Regions from separate parts of the Oryctolagus cuniculus genome. Here region 1 is linked to region 2. Evidence: chromatin contacts called from public Micro-C data. All regions are on one chromosome and are shown on one strand. The core of a region is the stretch at or near the end of the contact, and the rest is flanking DNA. Distances in the headings are between cores, read along the strand shown. Region 1 overlaps ADGRV1 (adhesion G protein-coupled receptor V1). Region 2 overlaps ADGRV1 (adhesion G protein-coupled receptor V1).

Region 1 (7,428 bases), core at 4,592-7,091, 170 kb after region 2:
CAGAATGCCTGGAAAGAATAATGAGCATTAGTGGAGACGTAGGCAGAGGGCAGGTGGTAAGGTTTGCCTGTGATGATACCGGAGCCAGTTGGAGGATTTTTAATCTTATTTTTTTCCAAATATTGATTTATTTATATGAAAGAGTTACTGAGAGAAAGAGAGGAGGTGGAAGAGAAGAGTGAGATAGATATCTTTTATCTATTGGTTCACTCCCCAGATGGCTGCAACAGCTATGACTGGCCAGGCTAAAATCAGGAGCCTGGAATTCCATCCGGGTCTCCCAGATTAGTACCAAGACCCAAGCATTTTGGCCATTTTCTGCTCCTTTCCTAGGCACATTAGCAAGGAGCCAGATTGAAAGTGGAGCAGCCAGGATACAAACTAGCACCCATATGGGATGCCAGTGTTACAAGTGGCAGTTTGTGAAAGGCATTTTCCTACAAACTTTTCTAAAAAATAGATTTGTTTATTTGAAAGGCAGAGTTACAAAGAAACAGAGGGGAGGGGAAGAGAGTGAGAGAGAGCGAGAGAGCACTTCCATCTGTTGGCTCACTCCCCAAATGGCTGCAACAGCCAGAACTGGGCCAATCAGGAGCCAGGATCTTCATCTGGGACTCCCACATGTGTGAGGGGTCCCAAGCACTTGGGCCATCTTCTGCTAGTTTCCCAGGGGCATTAGCAAGGAGCTGAATTGAAGTGGGGCAGCCAGGACTTGAACCAGTGCCCATATGGGCTGCCAGTGTCACATGCAGCAGCTTAAGCATCTATACTGCAATGCTGGCCTCTCCATGAGCTCTCATAGGTATGTATTTCCAACTTTAATACAGAATAAAATTATCTTTTATTTCCATTTTCCATGAACTTTCTGTAGTCCTTTTAGATTTTTGCAAGGATGTTGCTGGCCTCTGCGGAGGCTGAATTGGAACAGAGAGTTCTGCTCAGGAAGCCTTCCAAGTAGACTCCTCAACAAAGGCAACATCTTGGAAAGCACTGTAGAAGTCAAATTTGAGAGGGTGCAATAAACAGGACTTGTTGGCACGTTTGGTGTGGCAGGTGAACCTCAGGATACATCTGTGTGGAAGGTGCTGGTGGTGGTGGAAGTATGGGAGGAAGGCTGCTCAACTCAGCTGTGGAAGAACTGCCGTTGAGATTCTCTGAGTATCTGCAAGCCAGGAGCTCAGAGGCATGGAGATGCAAGTTTGGAAATTGTTGGCTCAGAAGTGCTGGAAAGAGGGTGAGGCTAGAGATAACAAGTTTAGCAAGGCTGTCTAAAACAGTGACGACCCTGGCACATAGGCAAGTGTTGGGATACACATGTCTAACCTGTTGCAGTGAAGATTTGCAACTCTGTCTGGAGACAGGAGCCACTAGACTTAGAGTGAGTTCCCAGTTACCTAAATGGGCTTTCAAGAGCTCTTTGGGGAGTCTGTGGGAGGGATACTGAAGCAAAAAGGAAATAAGATTGGAACCACGGATAGTACGCATGGACAAAGCTTAGGATGCACAGTACCCAAATGAGGTATAAGGTGCCGCTTCAGATAATTTGTAAACTCAGTCCATAGCTTTCTTGCTACCTGTTCCAACCACAGTTCCCTAGTGGTGACCTGGCAACTGTATGAAATATGGTGTCTTTTTGTCTTCCTGTTGACTATAAAGTTGTATGCTGAGGACACTTGTGGGTAAGCCTGTATTAACACTTGCTTCAAAAGCTCAGATACACAATATTTTCTCACCAAGAAGTGGATCAGAATTCTGAATCGTCTTTGCTTTAACATGTTAATTTCAGAGTGAAGGCTTAGAGTTTAGAAATAAGGCCTCTGATCCCTTTTTGTTTGCTAACTTAAAAATAATGCATTTGTATTATTGGAAACAGAGCCATAAATATCTTAGCTCCACGTTATTTCACAGTTGTGTGCCTTGTTTTGGTTGATGAGAGCTTGTTTAGGTAGCACATCCCACATTGTTAGACTCAGAAGGTCACTGAGGCAAAATTAAAGCCAGTACTTAAGAAGTTTGTAAACACAGAGTACATTTCAGCCTCATGTAAGGGGCGGGTGATTTCCACCGTGAGCCTTTATTGTTGTCACTGGTGCATAGCTTGAAGGCTGCAATTATGAAGAAAACAGATAATGCAGCTCCACACTGTCTTTAAAAAATGGCAATTAAATTCACTGAAATGATGTTTCCCATTTAAAAATAAAGAGGTGTGGGATATTGTGGATAGGATCTGCTAACTCCAAGAGCAGATTTCCTTAATACTGACACATCTATTTGTTACTTTTTTCCTTTGAACAAGTGATTTCTGAAATAACTAAAACCATTTCAAACCACGTTGTTTTCTACACGAATGAGTCCTTGTTAATTTAAGTATTTAAGTTAAATACTTCCCACTTTTATTCTTTTTCTCTCCCTGTGGTTTAACTTCATCTTGACACAAGCCTGATGTAGCATACGCTTCTTTCTCTTTCCTTAATATACAGGACATAAATCTATGTAAAATAGCAACATACACGTAACATAAAATTTTACACTTTAAGTGTTCAGCTCAGTATCAGTAAGAACACTCACCATGCTGTGCAACCCTCACCACTGCTGTTTCGAGAACTTTTTCATATCTCAAACAGAATCTCTGTCTATTAAATAGTAACTCAATATTTTCCTTTTAGCTTTTACATGGTATGACCACATATAAACACACACATGTAAATGTATTTGTGCATTTATGTACACACATATACAAGGGTACTTCAAAAAGTTTGTGGACAGATGGAATTAAAAAATAAGTCCTAACTATAAATTTGCCTGCTCTACATAACTCATCTAAGTGGAATTACGTATTTGTCCTTTTGTGTCTGACTTATTTTATTTAACATAACCCATGTTGTAATATATTTCAGAATTCCATTCTTTTTTAAAAATATTTACTTGATTTATTTGAAAGGCAGAGTTACAGAGGAGGAGAGACAGAGAAAAATCTTCCATTCCTGGTTCACTCTCCAAATGGCTGCAATGGCCAGGCCTGGGCCAGACTGAAGCCAGGAGCTTTCTCCAGGACTCCCACATGGGTGTAAGGGCCCACGCCCCTGGGCTATGCTCTGCTGCTTTCCCAGGCTAATTAGGAGAGAGCTAGATTGGAAGTGGAGCAACCACAAGTCAAACTGGCACCCATGTGGGATGCTGGCGTTGCAGGCGGCAGCTTTGCCTGCTACACCACAACGCCTGCCCCTCCATTCTTTCTTAAGCTGGAGTCTCTTACCCTGCTTTGGCTGCCATCACAATGCCATAGGCTGGATGGCTTACAAACAAGAGGAACAATTTCCCACAATTCTGGTAGCTGCAGAGTCCAGCATCACAGTGCCAGAGGTTCAGTGTGTGGTGAAGGCCCCAGTTCCTCCTGTATCCTCATGTGGCAGGAGGAGCAAGGCATCTTTTGGGGGCCTCTTATACGACACCACCAATCCCATTCCCAAGGATTCTACCTCCATGACCTAACCACCTCCCAATGCCTGACTCCCTAACTGCGATCCCTGGTGATCAGGTCTCACCATATGAAGTTGGGGGAGACACTTTCTGACTGTGGCACTAGGTAATATTCCATTGTATGTGAATGCCATATTTTGCTCTTCCATTTGTCTGTTGGTGGACATACCAGTTGTCTCCATCTTTTGGCCAATGAGAATGATGCTGTTATGAACATTAGTGTTACAGATATCTGTTTGGGCCCATGATTTCAGTTTTATGGATGTATACCTGGAAGAATTTTGGCTCAAATGGTAATTCTGGGTTCAACTGTTCAAGGTGCCGCCAATTTGTTCACCACAGGGACTACTCCATTCTGCATCCTCATCAGTAATGTGCAAAGGTGCTAATTTTTCCACATCCACACCAACGCTCACAATCTTCTGTGAGTTTTTTTAATTTTTTTTAAATAATAGCCATCTTAATAGTTATGAAGTAGTTATCTCATTGTGATTTTGATTTTTGTATCCCTGACAGCTAGTGATGGTGAACATCTTTCTATGTGCCTCTTGTCCATTTGCATAAGTCCTTTGCCCATTTTTTATCTTGCATTTTGGAGAGACTGAGCATGCACTTGTACCCAAGTATCCCCCAAATGCCTACAATGGCAAGGACCAGTATGGGCCAAAACTGGGAGCCAGTAACTCAGTCCAGGTCTCCCCCATGGGTGGCAGGAACCCACTACTTGAGCCTGACCACTGCCTCTCAGAGTCTGCATTGACAGGAAGCTGGAGCTGGGAGCCAGAGCTGGATATTGAATCCAGGGACTCTGATATGGGATGTGGGTGCATAACTGGTGTCTTAACTGCTGGGCTAAACATCTGTTCCTCATTGCCCATTTTTGAGTTGGGTTATTTAGGTTTATTGATGTTGTTGAGCTGTAGGAGTTCTTTATATGTTCTGGACAACATGGTTTTTATAGAGGTACCCTTATTCCTGTATCAAATAAGGCGTTTTAGAAGCCTCCTTTTTTATTAAGAACACTGAAATAATTCTGCTTTATGTTAGCTAATTAATCCGCATTATAAATTGTTCCCAGTGTGCTAAATGCCTTCTCGAGTAAACATTTAGAGAAAACAGAGAAGTTATGAGCAGCTCACCAAATGTAAAATGACAGCTTAGAAATTGTGAAACTAAAATAATTTTCATTAAATGAAGCAGTAATTTTCCATCTATCAAATGCAATTCATGGTAGCTCTTTAGCAACATCATGCCCCCCACCCAACTTTCATCACCCTCTCTCCCTCCCAACACCACTGCTCCTTTTGCTGGGGCCCCCCGGGAGGTGAATGGTGCCTCCCCAGAGACAGATCAGCCAGAGTGCTAGTACTGTGGAAGTTTCAACGCACCTTGCATGGACCCCTTCTGGGATCCTGTCCCTAATTACGGTTTTGTGATTTTTTGTTTTTAAAGAAGCGCCTCCCTCCCACCAAGTTTTATAAGCTTCAGGCCCACAAAATCCAGAATTGTCTCTGAACACGTTTCTCCCATCTGAAATCATGTCTTAGTCATTGTCACATGGCTGGAAAGCCAGCCTGGAGTCTACTGTTAAACGCAATGAGTTATTTACAACTGGCTTTCTTCCTTGCCGAGTTTCTGGTCTGGGGTGCCAAGCTACCACACTTTTCTGCAGAGATCCAGAAAAGCATGGGCCATGGGTGTTTCTAGCCAACCCTGGTATGCTTTGTTGGCTTTTGCACTGAGCTCTGTCAGCACACAGTGCTGGCTTTGCTCTAGGCACTTAGGGGAGTGTGCAGGCCAAATTTTGAAAATTTGGTGCCCAGTTCATGCAAAATGTGCATGTCCTTTTGTACTTTGCACTGAGCCATAAATAGAATTTTGTGCTTACACAGTGGAAGCAAAGAATGCAATTGCCAGACTTGATACCTAATCTTTGAAAAATTTTGTGAGCACAGCTTAGCCAGTTCCCTATTCTTGTCAGAGGTAAAAATGAGCCTTCTGGCCTTCTTTCCGATTATATAATTTCATTGAACAAAAATGAATTTTTATAAAAATTAAATCTTAATATATGCCCTCCTCTTCTGAAAGGCATTAATGATTAAATAATTGCTCATCAATATCAACTTTTACTTATTATTTTCTCTCCATGCAGTTGTAGTAACTCGGATAAAGTTGTGCTTCAATGAAAGATATATCTAAGCAAGATAAGGACAATCTCCGTTGGAAGTTCTTTTCTTGAAAAAATGCTCAAATTCCTTCTTCCTCTTCCTCTTTTCCTTTCTCATTCTTTGCTTTCTTATTCTTTCTTTTCCTCTATCAAACAGTTCCAAGATATACATGCACAGGAAGGCATCCCAGCGTGAGTATCAGAACCCAGCTGTGAGGGCATCCCTGTATGGGGATGGGTGCAGCCAGCATGAAGCATCAGACCTAGGATGGAGAATGGAGCCACTGTACAAGGGAAGGGATGGCGGCAGTGGGAGATGGGCCACACACACAGGAGTCCACCAAATAGATAAACACAAATATATTGAGAATCATAAGAAATAGATTTCTTACCAGTAGAGAAGTAGTTACAAATATAGAAAGGATCGATGATGGGAGGGACTAGGATTAACAATTGGGTCAGAATTGGAAGTATTGATGTGATCTAATGAATTTCACGATATGTAGAGATTAACACAAAACTATATGGAGTTCTAGCCGGTGCCACGGCTCAATAGGCTAATCCTCCGCCTGTGGTGCCGGCACACCAGGTTCTAGTCCCGGTTGGGGTGCCGGATTCTGTCGTAGTTGCCCCTCTTCCAGGCCAGCTCTCTGCTGTGGCCCAGGAGTGCAGTGGCGAATGGCCCAAGTGCTTGGGCCCTGCACCCGCATGGGAGACCAGGAGAAGCACCTGGCTCCTAGCTTCTGATCAGCGCGGCACTCCAGCCGAAGCGGCCATTGGAGGGTGAACCAACGGCAAAGGAAGACCTTTCTCTCTGTCTCTCTCTCTCTCTCACTGTCCACTCTGCCTGTAAAAAAAAAAAAAAAAAAAAAAAAAAAAACCAACAACAACAACAACTATATACAGATCCACTCATCCCAGTGTCACTTCCTGTGGTTTCCATAATCTCTGGACAAACCTTGATCTGAAACAAACAGTTCGTAAGTTTTAAATTGCACACCGTTCTGAGTGGGGTGATGACATCTTGTGCCATCAGGCTCTGCCCATTCCCAGGATGTGAATCATCCCTTTGTCCAGCATATCCACACTGTCTGTGCTACCTACCTATTACAGTCCCTTAAATAGTCACTTGGGTCATCAAATCAGCTGCTGTGGAACCGGAGGGCTTGTGTTCCAGTCGCCCTTATTTTACTTAATACTAGGCTTAAAGCACAGGGTAGTACATCAGCGATTCAGACGCCCCAAAGTGATTTTTAGTGAGAAGTACAAGTTACTGACTTTATCATGGGTGTGCAGTATGTACGAATGGATAAAACATGGCGTGCATAAGGTTCAGCACTATCTGTGGTTTTCCGCATCCGCTGGGGTCTTAGATCCAGAGAGAGAAGGGCTGGGGAATGAGAATACGTGTGTACATTCTGTAGCTCTGGCTACTGAGAGAGCTTAGGGCAGCAACAGCGATGATCGTAGTGGGCCCCAGACCCTGCTTCATAAATACTGTCCTCAAGGCGATTTGCCTAATGGTTGGGATGCCCACGTGCCCATCAGGGGACCTGGCTTCATGTCCCGGCTCTGGCCCTGATCCCAACTTCCTTCTGATGCATCACCCCGCTCAGGTGAAGCCTCAAGTAATTCGTTCCCGCCCACATTACGTGGGAGAGATGAATTGCATTCCCAGCTCCTACTTTTAGCCCAGCCCAGTCCCAGATGCTGCGGGGATTGGGGGAATGAATCAGTGGATAGGAGTTCTCTGTCTGTCTCTCAAATAATAAGCAAGCAAG
Region 2 (6,879 bases), core at 1,067-3,566:
AGGCGCTGGCTTCGGTTTGAATGGCCTGACCTGTGGGGATCTAATTTGTTGTCCATTTCCTTTTTCTGTGATGGGCTTTGTCTAGGAAATCATTGGGGAAGAAACCCATTTCTTAACAGTATGGCTCTGGGGGCAGGTGCCGGTGAGATGTCTTGCTGGGGCAGCTTCCGGAGCTTTAGGGTCAGGTGGTTCGGCTCTGTCACTAGCAGCGCCCAGGCCAGTGTTGACTTTGCCTGCTGGTCTGACAGCAGGGACGTGATGCCAGAAGCATGTGATGGGTCCTTTTGGCAAACTCTGAATAAAAACACACAGATAGAGTGAGGAAGATGCCAATTTAAAAACAATGTTTTCATTATGGGCTTAATTGGCCCAGGAACGTTCCTCCGGTCTTCTAAAAGTCCTAATGACCCAATGGTGATGCTATCTCCTTGTCCTGGGGATTTTATGTGTGGATTTTCATAACTCCATATTCTGTGTATGGATACATGCCAGTGAAATAGTCTGTTTTCTGTGTGGGTGCTTAAGTTTTTTTTAATCAAATAAAAAAGGAACCAAATGTTCGTGTTAGCCAAAATTTTAATATTTTTAAGTATTAGAGATTTATTTTTAAATTTGCATGAGTCTAAATTTCTGAGTAGAAGCCATAATTATCTTGTGATTACAGAGTAATTTTTATTGTCCTCATCAACTTGATTGTGCACGGCTATAACTGACTCTGTTCAATGGCAATGAAGAAGAATTGTGGTTTCCAGCACAGTGAGCATAGTTTTACCTGGGCTTTAGTGAAATCTCTCTCGCAATGTGAGAATCTGTATAGTGTAGAATATGCAACACCACATACACTTGCAGAGAACCCCTGTGAGCTGTACACTGTGCGGGGAGCCAGGGATGAGCAGTGCCTGATTTTGACAGGGTGCCATTAACACAGAACATTCTAGCACAGGAGCAATTCTAAGATAAAACTCATGAATTTGTGCCATGAGAGCCCAGGAAGGGGCCACCTCACTCATCCCATAGGAGACGTTCATTTCAAAGGTGACTTGGACTAAATGACACGTGAGCTAGGGACTGAAGGATATATAGACTCTTTTCTTTGACAGGCAGAGAAACAGGCTGGTCGACTCCTCAAATGCCTGTACTTGTTAGAACTGGGCCAGGATGAAGCCAGGAGCCGGGAACTTGATCAAGATCTCCTGTGTGATGGCAAGGACCCAACTAGAGCCGTCACTGCTGTCTCCCTGGGTCTGCCTTAGCAGGGATTTGGAATTAGATGTAGAACCAGGTATTGAACCCAGGTATTCCAGTGTGCAATGTAGCAGTCAGAACCGGTGTCTTGACCACTAGGCTAAACACATGCCTTGAATTTAAATAGGTGGAGAGAGGATGGGGACTGGGGTGCTTACTGGAAGAGTGTCCAGACAGAGCAGGTATCACCAGAGAAGGCAGGCAGCTCCTACAGAACTGTCGTATGTGAATGGAAAAAGGATCAAACGGATGGCTGGGAGGGGTGTGGGCTGGACTGGGAAGCAAGGGCTAAGTGGCCAAGTGGCAGGTATCAAAGCAGCGGCACTTCTACCACTGATGGGGGAGGTGAAGACTTAGACCAGAGGGGTGAGATGGAAGCTTCAGTTACCGCAAAGTTAGTCACTTACCCAAGGCTGTATCTAGCTCCCTTAATGGAACTGGGTACATTCAAACAGTTTCTGTACATCCAATTTCTCTTAGTTCAGTTCTCCTGTTGATGCCTCACCTGATAAATTTCATTAGGTAAAATGTTTTCTTTTCTCAAAGGAAAATAATTCTGCTTAGAAATCAGTAAATCTTTTAAAATCACAAATTGTAAGAAAAATAACTTTGTGCTAATGAGGCAAACTCTATATAAATGATTAAATTGAAGTGTGGAAAGCAGAGTCTGAGTCAACAAACAGGCAATTAAAATTGACAGCACAATATCTTAGGAGAAATATTTTAATAACTGTCCATCCCTGCTTCACTAGTATTGCATAATTAGTCAAGTTTCCTAGCTGATGGACAGAAATGAAATCAGTCTCCTGACAGACATCTCGTTGCAAATTAATGAATGTTAATTTTGCTTCTACAAATCTGGGCACCTGAAATTGTAAAGTTTAATTAAACAGTGGTCTTCCAAAAGTTCATGGGAGTATGTATTATGAAAAGAATATGCATAGAGACCAAATACTTCTTGCATGAGAATAAACTTAATTTTTAACCTCTATCTCCCATGAGCTTCTTAACACGTGCTCTGCATGGTCTCAACCCGTGGAGGCACCAAATTGAAACTGGAGATCTAAGAAGGGCTCTAGCTTAAGGTTGTGACATTACTTAGTTTTCTTTTCTTTTCCTGCACCCACTGGTATAAATTTTCCACTTGCTAGAAGGGATTTCTCAAACTTTGCAGGACCGTAGAGTTTATTTTCCTCGTGGATATATCCGTATGTAATCATTTCAGCAGGTGAGAGAATTCAAGGAAGTGGTGACTTGCTAGGAAATGAGTTTGCAAGGCTGTGAATTGTTTTTCGCTAGCAGTATGATTTCCCAAATATCCCATTTCATTTTCGTATCAAGGGTACTTTTCCATCTCTTCCCGTCTGCTCTGAGTACATTTGCCCACCAGGGGTCGCTCTTCACAAGCGCTTCCGTGAGCCACCACCAGACTTTGACCAGCAAATCTTCCGTGTTTGTTTCTTCTGCTTTTCTGGGTTTGTTGCAAAGCTAAAGATTTTTTGCACCCAGCCTCTGTTTGCTAGTGGAAATGGGCTCTTTTGTTTATTAAAAACAAGCAAAAATGTCTTCTAAATATTTCAATTGGTACTTATTTTCTAAGTCCTGTTTGCAGCAAGGAGCTTACTTGGTTAGAAAAACAATCTATTCGATATCAATATAAGCCAAAAGTTCTCTAATTGCATTTAAAATAGTAGTTCTCTCCACAGTATTTTTTCTCATGTGTTGCAACATAGAGATCCCAAAGTGTATCTCAATGGTAGACACTTGAGACTACTGAGTCATAGTAAAACCCAGCATTAGAAAAAGCAAACTGGGATTGCTGTCAGGGAAGGCTTTCAGATGAACACAGAGACTGCAGGATTGCTGTGTGTGTGTGTGTGTGTGTGTGTGTAAATGCACACGCACATGCATATGAGTAAGCACACACAGAAATGGCAGACACAACGCCATGAAGGGGACGTTGTCTCAGTAGCACCTGAGAAAAGTCAGTTTCATCATTGCTTCTTGCACTCTGACATGTGGGCCCCGTGGATGGAATTAGACCTACAAAAAGAGACATCACTCTGAACGGTTAAAATGCACTGAATGTTGAAATCGGTTCATTTGCTTAAAAAGCATAACTTTTCCAATTTGTTGTGTTGGAGTTTGAGACTGGTTCCAACAATTCAGTCCCTTAATGAGTATCCTCTATGTGTGGGGCTGTATCCTGCATTTTGTTAACAGTGAGCATGCAGATGGAATCTCTGTATGGATGGCATTGATATTTGGTGATGGTGGCGGCTGGGCGAGGGTGCCACACCGGGTAAGGATTGAGTGCATGCAAAAGAGTGATGGTGAGAAAGGATTGAGAGTGGTAGACTCAGAGCTAACTTATGTGTGGAGGCTGCCCAAAGTGTCTCCAAGCAGGCAGTGTTATTAGAGCAGGGATCTGCAAGCAATGAGGGAGAACATTTCAGATGAAGGGGAAAGCTAGGGTTTCCCTGAGGTGCATCCTGGGAACAGAGAGCCTAGGTTGAGCCAGGAGGATGAACGATGGTAGAAGGCAGTAAGAGGGCCTCGTAGGGTGTTTCGTAAAGGAGTTGGGAAACCACCGGCGGCTTTGTGTGCAGGCTGATGAGACCTCACCTTCCAGGGGAATCCCTCCGCCTTCTGCGTTGGATCTAGAATGTGTGGGGCGGGGATGAAAGCAGGAAGACTAGTTCAAGTAGTTTTGCAACCGGCAGCCTTGCATGCAATGACGGTTCTGCATGAACTTGAAGCATCTTCGCGTTGTCAAGGCTGTTTCCTCATCTTCTGTGGGCCTAACGAGACCTGTGTATCAACTTGTTCGAGGAGTAAATGACAGAACATGCTGGGTCCATCTGGCCAAAGCTTTGTGCAACTGATTCACTCAGATCATCTTCAGATACATCTAGGTAGAAGTATGTAAAACATACGCTCCTCCCAGGCAAATTCATGGCTTTGGATGGCGCGGGAGTCAGCCTGCTTGCTGTGCCTCCAGCCCCGTGTGCACACCTGTGATGGTTCCCTGCACCTTTGGCTTCGAGTCAAACTTTTGAATCGGTCCTTCAGATGCCTGCATGTGTCCCACTCCCTGGAAACACGCTACCCTCAGTCTTGCCCTTGGCTTAGGTCCCTTCTGCGGAAACTGTGCCGTTACTTGGGGCAGGGTGTGGATCTCAGGCCACACACACCCTGATGTGTGAGACCAGAACCCTGAGCTGGTCTTGGGAAACCAGCCCTATCCTGCTCCTGGGGAGCAACCTGCTCATCCTGGGCCACTTCTGCTTCCTGTGGCTGTGCTGAGGTTCTTGGGCACTGATGGAATTGTGTCATGGGGCGGGGGGCGGGGGGGACAGCCAGGGGCTTATCTAGAAAAGGTAGCAGTCTTCTCTACTCCAGGAACTAGACCCAGAAAAGTAGTCCTAGGTTCTCTGTGACCTCAGATCTCCAAATCTACCTTGGGGTGTTTGAATATTTTTCTCCCCAAGGGTTGCTGACTATCCCTGCTTCCCCTGTGTCTGTCTCCTCTTCCCAGTCTACTTGGTTCCACTGCAGAGTGGGAAGCTACCCTTGCTCTGATGTCTTCTGCACCAGGCAGCCTTACCATGGATTGCCTCCCTCCACGGACTAGAGCTGCTCCGTTTGCTGTTTGAGAGGGTGGGGGTGCTTAGACATGACAAGGAAATTCAGAGGAGAGAGAACCTGGGTAACTGCGGGGCATGATGATGCTGCATATGTCTCTGGCAGCTCCCTGTTAGCAATCTTCCTGTAGCACCTGGTTCCTGCTAGAGAATACGTGGTCCTCTGCAACACTGCTGAGTCTCCCAAACTTATCCTCTGCTCCCTCTGTTGTCACCCAAGATCTGATCGCCTTGAACCCAAAGTGCTGATTTCTGAAAGCGTTGTTCTCCAGATGTTCAGCTGTGTGAGATCACAAGAACCGCTACTACTTTGGGGATTTTTGTGTTGTGATTTTGTCATCATCTGCTTCGGCTACCTTAACAGATACAGGTGTCCGGGGTTTAAACAGTTCTGGAGACTGGGAAGTCAAAGATGAGGGTGCTAACAAGGCAGGTTTTGTCCTGAGACATCTTCTCTTCGCCTCTTTCTGTGCACAAGCATAGAGAGAATGGGAGCGCTCTCTGGTGCATCTTCTTAGAAGCACACTAATCCTCTCTTGAGGAATTACTTCACAAGGCTCCATCTGCAAACATCAACACACTGGGAGTTGGAACCTCAACAGAAGAATTTTGGAGGAAGATTAACATTTAATCTGTGCCATCTGTAAGGGTCTACGGTGGTGCCAATTATATCGCAGAGCAATACCTGCTGAGTGAGTGAAAACGTTAAGTGCATCTGCTTAGATGAGAAAGCGTTCCTATTCTGGTCAAGAGTTTCGAGGGTCTCCAACCAGATTAGATGTTCAGTCCGAATTCTTGTCAAATTAAAAATTATTAATTTAATGTGTCCACAGTTTTGTATTTCAGATTTTTTGTACAGTGAAAAAATACAGGACATGTGTTTTGTTAGCATGATTGTTCATTGTTTTTAACGTTTTATGATATATATATAGTAAGTACAGAAATTGGACATTGTGAAAATGCATCTTTTTATAAATTCTCATTTATTTGAAAGGCAGAGTCACAGAGAGGGAGAGGCGGAGATCTTCCACTTGCTGGTTCAGAGCTCAGATGGCCACCACGGCTAGGGCTGGGCCAGGAGCCTGGAACTCTGACTGGGTCTTCCATATGTCTGGCAGGGGCCCAAATACTTGAACCATCTTTGGCTGCTTTGCCAGGCCACATTATCAGGGAACTGTATCAGAAGTGGAACCGCTGAGACTTGAACTGGTGCTCATATGGGATACTGGTGTTGTAGGCAGCAGCTTCACCTGCAGTGCCAGAATATCGGCCCTGAAAATTGATGTTTTTGAATGGGCTTTTATATTATTTCATATTTTCCTTTATTCTAACTGTTCTTCATTTTTCTACTTAATATTTGGTGTTCTGTTGAATTTAACCTCTTATTTTTAACCTCTTATTTTTCTATGCTAACTTGGAAATTATAGATATTATTGGCTTGTAAATTTTAACACATATAGTTAATTCTTTGAAAAGTCTACAGTTCTTATTTATCATTTTTGTTTATGAATTTTTTCAACAAAATGTATTGCCATTTTTCCAGTAAATAGATGAAGGTATTGATGTACATACTTCAGTATTGCTGTTTCTTCTTATTAAATATTACTTCCTGTTGAGTTTTCCTTGCCCAGAAAAATCTACCTTCATGCGTGTTGTGGTGTGTGTGCTGGTGTCACCTGCTTTAGCTTTTGGGTGTTGAAAGTATCTATTTCACTCTCAATCTTGTAGGATAGCTTGGGTATAAAATTCTAAGCTAATTGTTTTGTTTCCTTCAGTGCCTTCAATATACCACTACACTGTTTCATGGCCATCTGAGGAAGCCAGTGAAGTTTGTCGTCATCCTATATAACATAGATAATTTGTACTTTGCCTCTCTCTGATGGATTTTAAGGCTTTCTAGTTTCACTCCTATGGATCTAAGTCTAGATTTGCCCTTATATATAGTCTATCGTTATCCATTCTGCTTCGTACTTTGAGAGTAGATTTCAAC

Evidence for each region. A called contact is a pair of places that touch in the nucleus more often than the background predicts.
Region 1: a contact with region 2 is called in a Micro-C map of ear pinna, with 4 times the contacts expected there. The contact joins two enhancer-like sites. A contact is called at or near these places in 3 of 6 Hi-C or Micro-C datasets (ear pinna, skin fibroblasts and an unstated tissue).

The regions. Positions count from the first base shown.
Region 1 is chr14:13,798,495-13,805,922 of mOryCun1.1, forward strand. All of the region lies in intron 86 of ADGRV1 (adhesion G protein-coupled receptor V1), which reads left to right. Among named protein-coding and RNA genes, the nearest start is that of ARRDC3, 330 kb to the right of the region's middle. Within about 2 kb of position 5,842, at least 1 of the 8 cell types and tissues checked has an H3K27ac peak or open chromatin away from gene starts, as enhancers often do. A contact at or near this core is called in ear pinna, where this site is marked.
Region 2 is chr14:13,635,270-13,642,148 of mOryCun1.1, forward strand. The region is part of intron 83 of ADGRV1 (adhesion G protein-coupled receptor V1); the gene reads left to right. Among named protein-coding and RNA genes, the nearest start is that of ADGRV1, 360 kb to the left of the region's middle. Within about 2 kb of position 2,317, at least 1 of the 8 cell types and tissues checked has an H3K27ac peak or open chromatin away from gene starts, as enhancers often do. A contact at or near this core is called in ear pinna, where this site is marked.